Linked DNA regions of Mus musculus: region 1 is linked to region 2. Evidence: chromatin contacts called from public HiChIP or PLAC-seq data. All regions are on one chromosome and are shown on one strand. Each heading gives the region's core, a stretch centred on a gene start, on an enhancer-like site or on the middle of the called end of the contact. The rest is flanking DNA. Distances are from core to core; before and after follow the strand shown. Region 1 holds the start of Antkmt (adenine nucleotide translocase lysine methyltransferase). Region 2 overlaps Lmf1 (lipase maturation factor 1).

Region 1 (4,032 bases), core at 960-3,459, 200 kb after region 2:
GCCGGGTAGTGGTGGCGCACGACTTTAATCCCAGCACTCCGGAGGCAGAGGCAGAGGCAGGCAGATTTCTGAGTTCGAGGCCAGCCTGGTCTACAGAGTGAGCTCCAGAACAGCCAGGGCTATACAGAGAAACCCTGTCTCAAAAAAAAAAAAAAAAAAAAAAAAAAAGCTGTATCTTCCACTAGGCCTCAGCGCCCAAGGACTCAGAGTCACTAGCTAGTCTCCCAGAAAAATCTCAAAAGAAATCTCTTTACAGCCAGCATGGAACCCTCTGGACACCCTGCCCCAGGAAGTGATTCCTGGAACAAACAAAAGTCAGGATTGAACCCACAGAGTCTTTATTTTATCCAGTCAGCCAGTTTGTCAAACAGGGGCTCTAGGGACTAAGGTAGAACTGGACTCTGGGATGGCCTTGATGGGCACCCCACAAGAAGACACAGTTGGCCCAGAACCATGGACATCATAGGCCCAAACTCTGTCAGTGCCCTCGCCCACCACAGCTACAGGCTGCCAGGTGGGAAGGGGGAATCGTCCAGATACCACACGGGCCCCCACAGGGAGCTCTGCTTGCAGTTTGTCCTCCAGCAGTTGGAGCTGTAGGAAAGAACAGGAGGGAAAAGAACACAGGAGCAGGTCAGAAAAAGCTGCCCCATCCAGCTGAGCCCAGAACATATTCCAGGCCCGAGAGCATCCAAGAGCCAAGACTGTGGCCCTGATCTCCCAGCAGGACAACAGACCCAAAACCTACCACACTGGGAGCCAGGAACACAGACACGTTGTGACAGTCCCTGAGGCTCACCTGTAGAAAACAAGGGTAAAGGCTGGAGGGCATGCAGTCCCCAAGGTAGGGCCTCTAGCCCACCCAGATATCCACATAATAGCCACTCAGAGCATGAAACTTGGGAGATAAAGATATCAGGAGCTGGAGGTGTGCCTCAGGTGGCAGAGTGCTTGCCTAGCATACACATATCCCTGGGTTTAATCTCCAGTTCTGCATAAACTAGGTCTGATGCCTATAATCCAAGGCTAGTTTGAGATAAGCCTGGACACACATCTCAAAAAAAAAAAAAAAATGAAAGGAAGAGGGAGGGTAAAGAAAATCAAGTTTGGAAAGAAAGAGAGTGGGAGGGGGAGGGAGGGGTATCAAGTTTGGTAGGGTACCTTCCAGAGATCTTTTCGATGGTAGCAGACACTCGCAGAACAACCGGCTCTCCAGGCATGCAGCCGTGCAAGTCCCACAAGCCACGGGTTCAGCTCATATCCCATAGCTGGACGGAGACCACATTGGTGGGCCGCCAGCACCTATGGGAGCCAAGAGTGTGGGATCTGGATGAAGGGAATGGGGCCACCACCAGAGGGACAACGAATATATAGACACAGGTCTTACGATCCTGCCATCACCAGAGCCTAGATCCACCATTTTTCCAGGGCGGCCTCGCAACAGTGACAGCACGTTCTCAACCTGCCGGGCACTCGCGCCAACGTAGGGCACCTGAATAAGGAATTTGGTGGGCTGAGGCTAGAAATCACACAGGCAGAAGCACCAGTTTGGGGGCCGATGGGAGCCTACTAGATTTCCTTTCTTAAATTGATACCATCCAGTGAGCCCCGCCCACTCTCCAGTCATAGGCCCGTACCCCCTAAGTAACTCAATCCCAGCTTCATTCATTTAGACTTGGTCTTGACGAAAGACCCAGGCTCCGCAACTTCCTGGTCCCAACTCTCCGTACATCGGGTTCCCGGGTTAGGTCCCGCGCCATAATTGATTCCGCCCATCTTTACGCTACCTACAGTAGCCTTGACCCCACCCATGGAACCTTGGCTTGCACCAGTATTGGCCCCTTTCCTTCCAAGGTTCAACGCTGCACCTGCAGCCTCAGAGGCACCCGGCGGAAGCCCGGCTGCAGCAGCAGCGCCCATATAGTATAGACGGCCAATCCCGAGCCTGCCGCCGCTTGCACTATCTCCAGCAAGCCCAGCCGCTTCTCGCGTAGCTCAGTCAACGCTTCGGCTGGGTCGTCCTGATCCATGATTGACAGACACTCAGTTCCAGGTCCTACTTCCCAAGGCTCCCGGCCGGTAATGGAAGCGGTTGCCCTCCCCGCTGCCCCCAGCCTGAGCCAAACTCTATCCGCTTGCAGCGTACGCCAGCCAACCGCAGCCGCAACTGCAGAAATCTAAGTATCCGCTGCGATCAGTCGCCGGAAGTGGAAGAGGCCTCCGAGGCCAGTCCGACATTCATTCTTTTCCGCCCAGCCATCCGGGGGACCCTCCTTGGGTTCCGGGTGATGGTTTGGGGTAGCGATGACCCAGGCGATGGGCGAGAATGACAGGGTTTGCCACGAGTGGGTCTACGGTCCGAGACATACAGCGGTCAGCTTCAGGGTCCACTTTACAGACAACCACATGGAATGGAATCTGTTCTAAATCCCCCTGAGGCTGTACTGCTGGCCGGCAGCCTCGGGTTATAGCCAGGGTCTATAACTGAAAGGCACTCTCACGCAAATTCTGTTGATCAAGACAAGAAATGACTGAAAGCCTACCAAAAATCCAGAAGCAAACCACAGAGGACGTCCTTCCAGCCGCCCCTCCCCCTCTTCCGCGACAATAATTAGGCGGGAAACAGAGAGTATTCTGGGGTCGAAGGAGAGGGGCGGGCAGCTAGAGACAGATGTTGGCTCTCTAGTGAGTACGGAGGGAGGGGGCCGGATGTGAGCGACTGGGTGCTGGCAAAGGGCCCAGCCTAGGGTGGAAGACAGCCCAGGAGTCCGGAAGATCTCCTTCTTTCAAAAATAAAGGGTTGAGTGACTCTTAGTAAGGCCCTGCATGGAAACAGATAGAGCCTTGAGTCAAGCTGCTGGACCCCGACCACCCACATCAAGGCTAACTGTCTGAGAATGGTAGATCTTCCCTGACTATGCTCACTCATGGCCTCTTCGGCTATCCCTAGCATAGACGGTGATGGCTTCCAAACTGAACATGCCCAATACCACCACCCTATCGCCCAGGCACAGAGTGTTACCCTCCAAAACCATCTGCAGGACAGGTGTCGCAAGACAGCATGTATTCTGTGTACATGTATTCTGCAGAGAGGCTCTGCTCCATCCAGCTCAGAACCTGGCCACCGGAAGATTTATACCAGAGCCCTCCCACACACTGAATTCTAGACAGGGTTGCTTGGACATAGCTATTCCTGTCTGCTGCTCCTGGCAGTACTCTAAGACCAAGAGCACCCAGGAAGCCCTGGCAACTTGACCTGACATTGGCACCCACACTCTGCTCCTCAGCTGCCAGGGCTCTACTTGGAGGTGTCTCTGCTCCTCGCAAGGCTTTCCCAGGCTAGCTCCTGTGATTTGGGTCCTGCTTATACACACCATCCTCCTTGCTGTCTCTGTCTCTACTGTTTGGAGTCTTCACCACCTGTTCCCTAGAGCAGACTTGAGGCCACTGGACCAGCCTTCCCCTACCAGATGGAAAGACAAGGGTCTAAATCCTTAGCACTCCATGGAGCTTGGGGAGAAGAGAAGTAGTAGCAAGGGGCCGATTCAGAGGCAGATATGGAGGGAGAAAATGCAATGGCCTACTCTTCAGGAGTGATCTCGGACTCTCAGTGCCCTTCCCTCTCCAGAAGCAGTCTATGGAAAAGGAGCATGCTCTCTGTCCACCCTCAGATTACACAGATGTGATTTAAGTTATCTGGTTATAAATATCCCAAAGAAGCCATTCCGGGGGCCTATGTAGGGTGTGGCACCACCATTGTCATAGTCTGAGGCAAGGAACCATATGTCTGGTCTCTGCACAGCCTTGTCACTCTCCCAGTCTGAATGAATAGTCTGTTGGGACTGATGATGGGTGAAAGCCTTAGAGGGAGGTCACGCATTTCCAGAACTCCACTCTCACTCCGCACAGCACGGGAGCTGAAGCTGTTTCCCAGGAGCCATGAGGTAGAGGCAGAAGAAATCTGACGGACGTCCTAAGAAAACCAGCGCACACCTCACTCAAGGTCTTTCAAGCCACAGGCTTTGTCTGCTC
Region 2 (4,222 bases), core at 603-3,102:
CTCGCTGCCTGAGCCCCTTGGCACACTGGTTTTTTTTTCTGGAGAGATCACACTATCTCTGGTGACTGTAAGGAAGGGAGACCAGGCTGCTCTGTGAGTATGGGATTGTGAGAAGCCCTGTGCCTTAGGGGAGCACACAGGTTTGGGGTAACTAGAGGCCTTTGATGTCCTCTAGGTCCCACCACCACCACTCAGGCCAGCACGAATCTAATACTCTAAGGATATCCCAGGTATGAAGGTCCCTGGGTCGCAGAGAAGGATTCTAGAAGACCCTTTGCCATCTCTGTTTCGGTCCAACATGGTCAGGATAAGAACCGGGCACCTTAGCGTTTGGATGAGTCCGGGTTCCTTCATTTCAGTAAGAAGCTGTGCCTCACCAGCTGAGGACAGAAGTTCTGCTGTGTCAGCTTCCCCCGGCAGTGTCCGGATGCAGGGATGCACAGAGGCACTTGGGCATTTGCCTTGGATCATGTGCAACCCATTAGCTGTAAACACACCGTGAGCTCACGTGAGGACAGCTTTAAAGCATGTAACCCGAGAAAGCTTCAAGCCAGTGGGTAAGTCACAGGGGAGAGAGGCCAGGGGTCTGCAGGAGCAGCCATGGCTCCCATGCAGTCCACAAGGGCCCAGGCCTCACGGCAGCACGCACGGCAGGAACGGTACCCACAGATTATCTCGTGAGTTCTGTGCTTTTCCATATCTTTTCCATAGTCTAATGATTCAGGGAGCTTTGTCCATGCCAAGTGGAGAGCTCGGTCTGCTGTCAGGCCATCCTTGGCAGGCCCTGGGCCACATGGGATGTTTACACGCCGGGGACACTCGTGTTTCCCTTCGTGGCAGCGCCTCCTGCCAGCCGTTGTGAATTAAATGCTCCATGTGACCCTTCACCCTTGCCGCTCTTAAACTCATGCTTTAAAAACAGCTTAATGAGGGGTTTACTGGCCCAATTGGAAGTTTTTATTAAGACCCATTAGTGAGGGAGCAGAGCTGCCTGCAGGAAGTGATTAGCACGGTGGCCAGGCCCAGCAGGTTCCATGAAACTGTTTCCAGACCTGTGGCTGACACTGCAACGGCCTGCATGCCCTCTGCTGCAGTTTACAGTCTTTTGCTCTGCTCTACTCCCAGCCCCAGTGCTCCAGGAAAGCAGTTTCCTTAATTAAGTTATCCTCACAGTCAGCGGCAGCCTCAATGGCCAGGCCAGCCTTAAGCGCGGGAGCTGCCATCAGCAAGCCAACCTAGGTCTCCTTCCTGGGGCCTGTCTCTATTGACTTAACCTCTTGGTATGTCACTAGGGGAGGACCAACCTCACAGAGCTCATTTCCTGAAAATGTCAACTCAGGATGACAGCAGGCCCTCTGTCCCAGTACCATGTCCCATCACATCCTTCACGAGAGCCCAGAAAAATCTGGTTCCAGCACGGGAGGACCACTGTGTGGCATGTTGGCTGTAGACTGCCTCAGTCAACCATTTGGTAGGGGCCTAGGGTCAGTGTTTACCCAAATGGGGACATGAGATCAGATTCTCACACACACACACACACACACACACACCCGCACCCCTCCCCTGTGTATCTCTCCCTTGCTCCCTTCCTTCCCCCTTTTTCTGATTTAAATCTAGTGGAAAAAAAATCACTAATTGAATCTGAAAGAGAATGTTTCCATATGGGATGGTTCACGCCTTTAATCCTAGCAGGCTGGAGACTGAGGCACAAGGAGTGCTGGGACAGTTTGCAGAGTGAGACCCCTGTCTCTAATTGCCTAGCATCCGGAAGCCCTGGCTTTGAGTCATGCCTGTATTCCCCACACTCTGGAGGGGCAGCCCAGTTCGAGGTCACCTTGAGGCTAGCCTGGGCTACTGGGTGTTCCTTATTCCTTGTTGCTCACTCGGGGTCCCGCCTGCTTCTACTCCCACTTCCCAAACGTGGTGGTTCCCTTTAATGAACAGAGTTCCGAGACTTAGAAAAAGAGCTGCTTCACTCGAGTCCTGGGGCTGCTGGATGGGCTTTATCTGGAATTCCTCCGGCTCGCCTCTTAGTTTTATTTTTGCCAGATTGTTTGGAGATGGGGTGTGTCTGGGGTAGAAAGTTGTCTCCATCCCCAATCACTCTCAAGGACAGCTGAGCCCAGCGGACTTGGTCTCAGTTCCCTATAGTGATGATCTGTCAGATTTCAAGTTTGTTCCTTCTGAAGCTGCCTTTGGTTGCTGAGTGGCCTCACCCATCAAGCCGTCTGTCCATCTTGCTCTCTGGCTCACCACCAGTCTCTCACTCTCCAGCACCAGGCCATCTTTGCTTGTTTCTCTTCTGCTCCCCGTAGGCAGAACAGGCAGAAACTCCTCTCTTGTGGTCCTGGAAGAACTGGCTTTATTTATCAGATTTTTAAGAGTTTAAATAAAAATTTGCTTTATGTTGCTGGGAACCTGGGTTTGTGCAGCACCATGCAAATGCCCCGCCCTCTGCTGTGCACCAGCTCTGATAAGGAAAGGGTTTATTGTCCAGTGTTTGGAGCTGACAGCTTAGGTGATGCACCACTGTCTGACTCCTCCCTGGTAGTAGCAGTGCACACACAGATGACCACTGCCCTCTAGCTGTATCCCTGTTCCACCCTGATGACAGTCACTGTCGTTCTGTAACCTTCAGCACCGATGCCACTTTGGACAGGTGCCATCCAAAGAGACAGACAGCAATGCCGTGTGTGTAGGGAGTTATAAATTATCTTCTGCTTATCAGCTTCTGGATTCCTTATACTCTGGCTAGACCATGACCTAAAAAGTATCCTTTTAATAGCTAAAAACAAAGAAGTTAGGTGTGCGCATGGACGTGCTCAACCCAGATCCTGCTCTCCCCACCAGATAAACCCCCTGATCTCTGCTAGCACTTACTCTGGTATTTGCAGCATGTTTCTCATTTAAAAAATTATTATTTGTATGTGTGTGTCTGTGATGTGTGTGAGCACTCACGTACTGTAGCACACATGAAGAGGTCAGAGGACAACTTTGTGGAGTGAGTTGTTTGTTTCTCTTTCTTTCTTTCTTTCTTTCTTTCTTTCTTTCTTTCTTTCTTTCTTTCTTTCTTTCTTTCTTTCTCCCTTTCTTTCTGCCTCCATATGGTAGCTTGGTTTCATTTCTGTTACTGTGATCAGATATACTGATCAAAGCTACACAGTAGAGGAAATGGTTTATTCAGCTTACAACTCTCAAGTTGCGATCCACCATTTCAGGAGCACAAGGAGCCATCACATCATATCCACAATCAAGAACAGAGAGAGAATAAATACATCTGTGCTGTCGACGGCTTTCTCTGCCCCCACCCCCAGAAGTGAGATTTACTTGTTTCTTCACGCTTGGTGGAGAAAGTTCAGCGGCGCCAGCCTAGGGGATGGTGCCACCAACAATGGACTGGTTTTTCTTCATCAATGAAGCATCAAGATAATCCCCACAGTTATGTCCACAGGCTGACTCGGTCGTGACAGTTCCTCAATTGAGACTCTCGCCACAGTTAATTCTAGGCTCTGGCAAGTTGATATTTAAAACTGCCCATCAAACACCTTTACCATCTTTAGCCATCTTGCCAGTCCCCGAATTTGTATTTCCAGTGAGGTCTGTGCATGGTTCGATCTTGGTGTGGCCCTTTTAGACATTGCTCGTGTACTGCCTGTCAGGAGTAGCAAGGACCCCTCACAGGCCCTTCATGCCATTTCCAACATCCTACCAGAACTATGTCACAGACATCGTTTATACTTGACTTTAGTCCAAGGACCAAGAAGTGGTTCAGATATAATTGCTACTGGTTTGCAATACACACAATCTGTGCGTTATTGTGTCTCTGCAAATATTGTTGCCTTCTGGGCCAGATAGAGAGCTGCAACTATTTTGTCTGTTCACTTTTGCCTCCCTCCCACCCCTGCCCCTGACATCGAGAATTGGTCCTCCTTTGGTGGTTAAGTTTTTCATCTCTGATCTTATCTCACCAACTTATTCTAAACTTTCCAGTGGAACTGCTTAACCCTCTTGATATCTTCATTTTACAGGAAGCACGTTACACAATCTATGCTTCTTTCTCCCCATGCTGTGGAGGTTTCTCTCTGTAGCCTCTCTAGTGCCACTCGACTAGATGTGTTTTCGACATTTGGGTTTGGAGATCGTGGGGCAGGCAGGTTAGCTGCCTTTGCCTGATTCTCTTCCACTAGTTGGTCTGCCCCTCTCTGCTTCCTAGAGATCCGTG

The links. HiChIP or PLAC-seq counts read pairs in DNA pulled down with a chosen protein or histone mark.
Region 1: an H3K4me3 HiChIP or PLAC-seq map of the SCID.adh cell line shows a contact between it and region 2, with 13 read pairs. The contact joins the promoter of Antkmt here to the enhancer-like site in region 2. A contact is called at or near these places in 1 of 39 promoter capture datasets (cranial neural crest), 8 of 484 Hi-C or Micro-C datasets (the N1E-115 cell line, Sertoli cells, embryonic fibroblasts and 5 more), 5 of 115 datasets of contacts at active chromatin or transcription factors (the SCID.adh cell line, bone marrow-derived macrophages, embryonic stem cells and 1 more) and 1 of 9 other capture datasets (pancreatic islet).

What each region holds. Positions count from the first base shown.
Region 1 is chr17:25,790,185-25,794,216 of GRCm38.p6, forward strand. Antkmt (adenine nucleotide translocase lysine methyltransferase) reads right to left here and starts at 2,210. Exons shown (of 5, transcript NM_145410.4): 1 at 1,869-2,210; 2 at 1,388-1,492; 3 at 1,162-1,302; 4 at 749-799; 5 at 316-594. The coding sequence starts at 2,030. The coding sequence ends at 364. It overlaps Ccdc78 (coiled-coil domain containing 78), which reads left to right. Exons shown (of 13, transcript NM_001165929.1): 13 at 1-329. The coding sequence ends at 28.
Region 2 is chr17:25,593,084-25,597,305 of GRCm38.p6, forward strand. The region is part of intron 3 of Lmf1 (lipase maturation factor 1); the gene reads left to right. Among named protein-coding and RNA genes, the nearest start is that of Lmf1, 16 kb to the left of the region's middle. Within about 2 kb of position 1,853, at least 39 of the 459 cell types and tissues checked have an H3K27ac peak or open chromatin away from gene starts, as enhancers often do. A contact at or near this core is called in the N1E-115 cell line and the SCID.adh cell line, where this site is marked.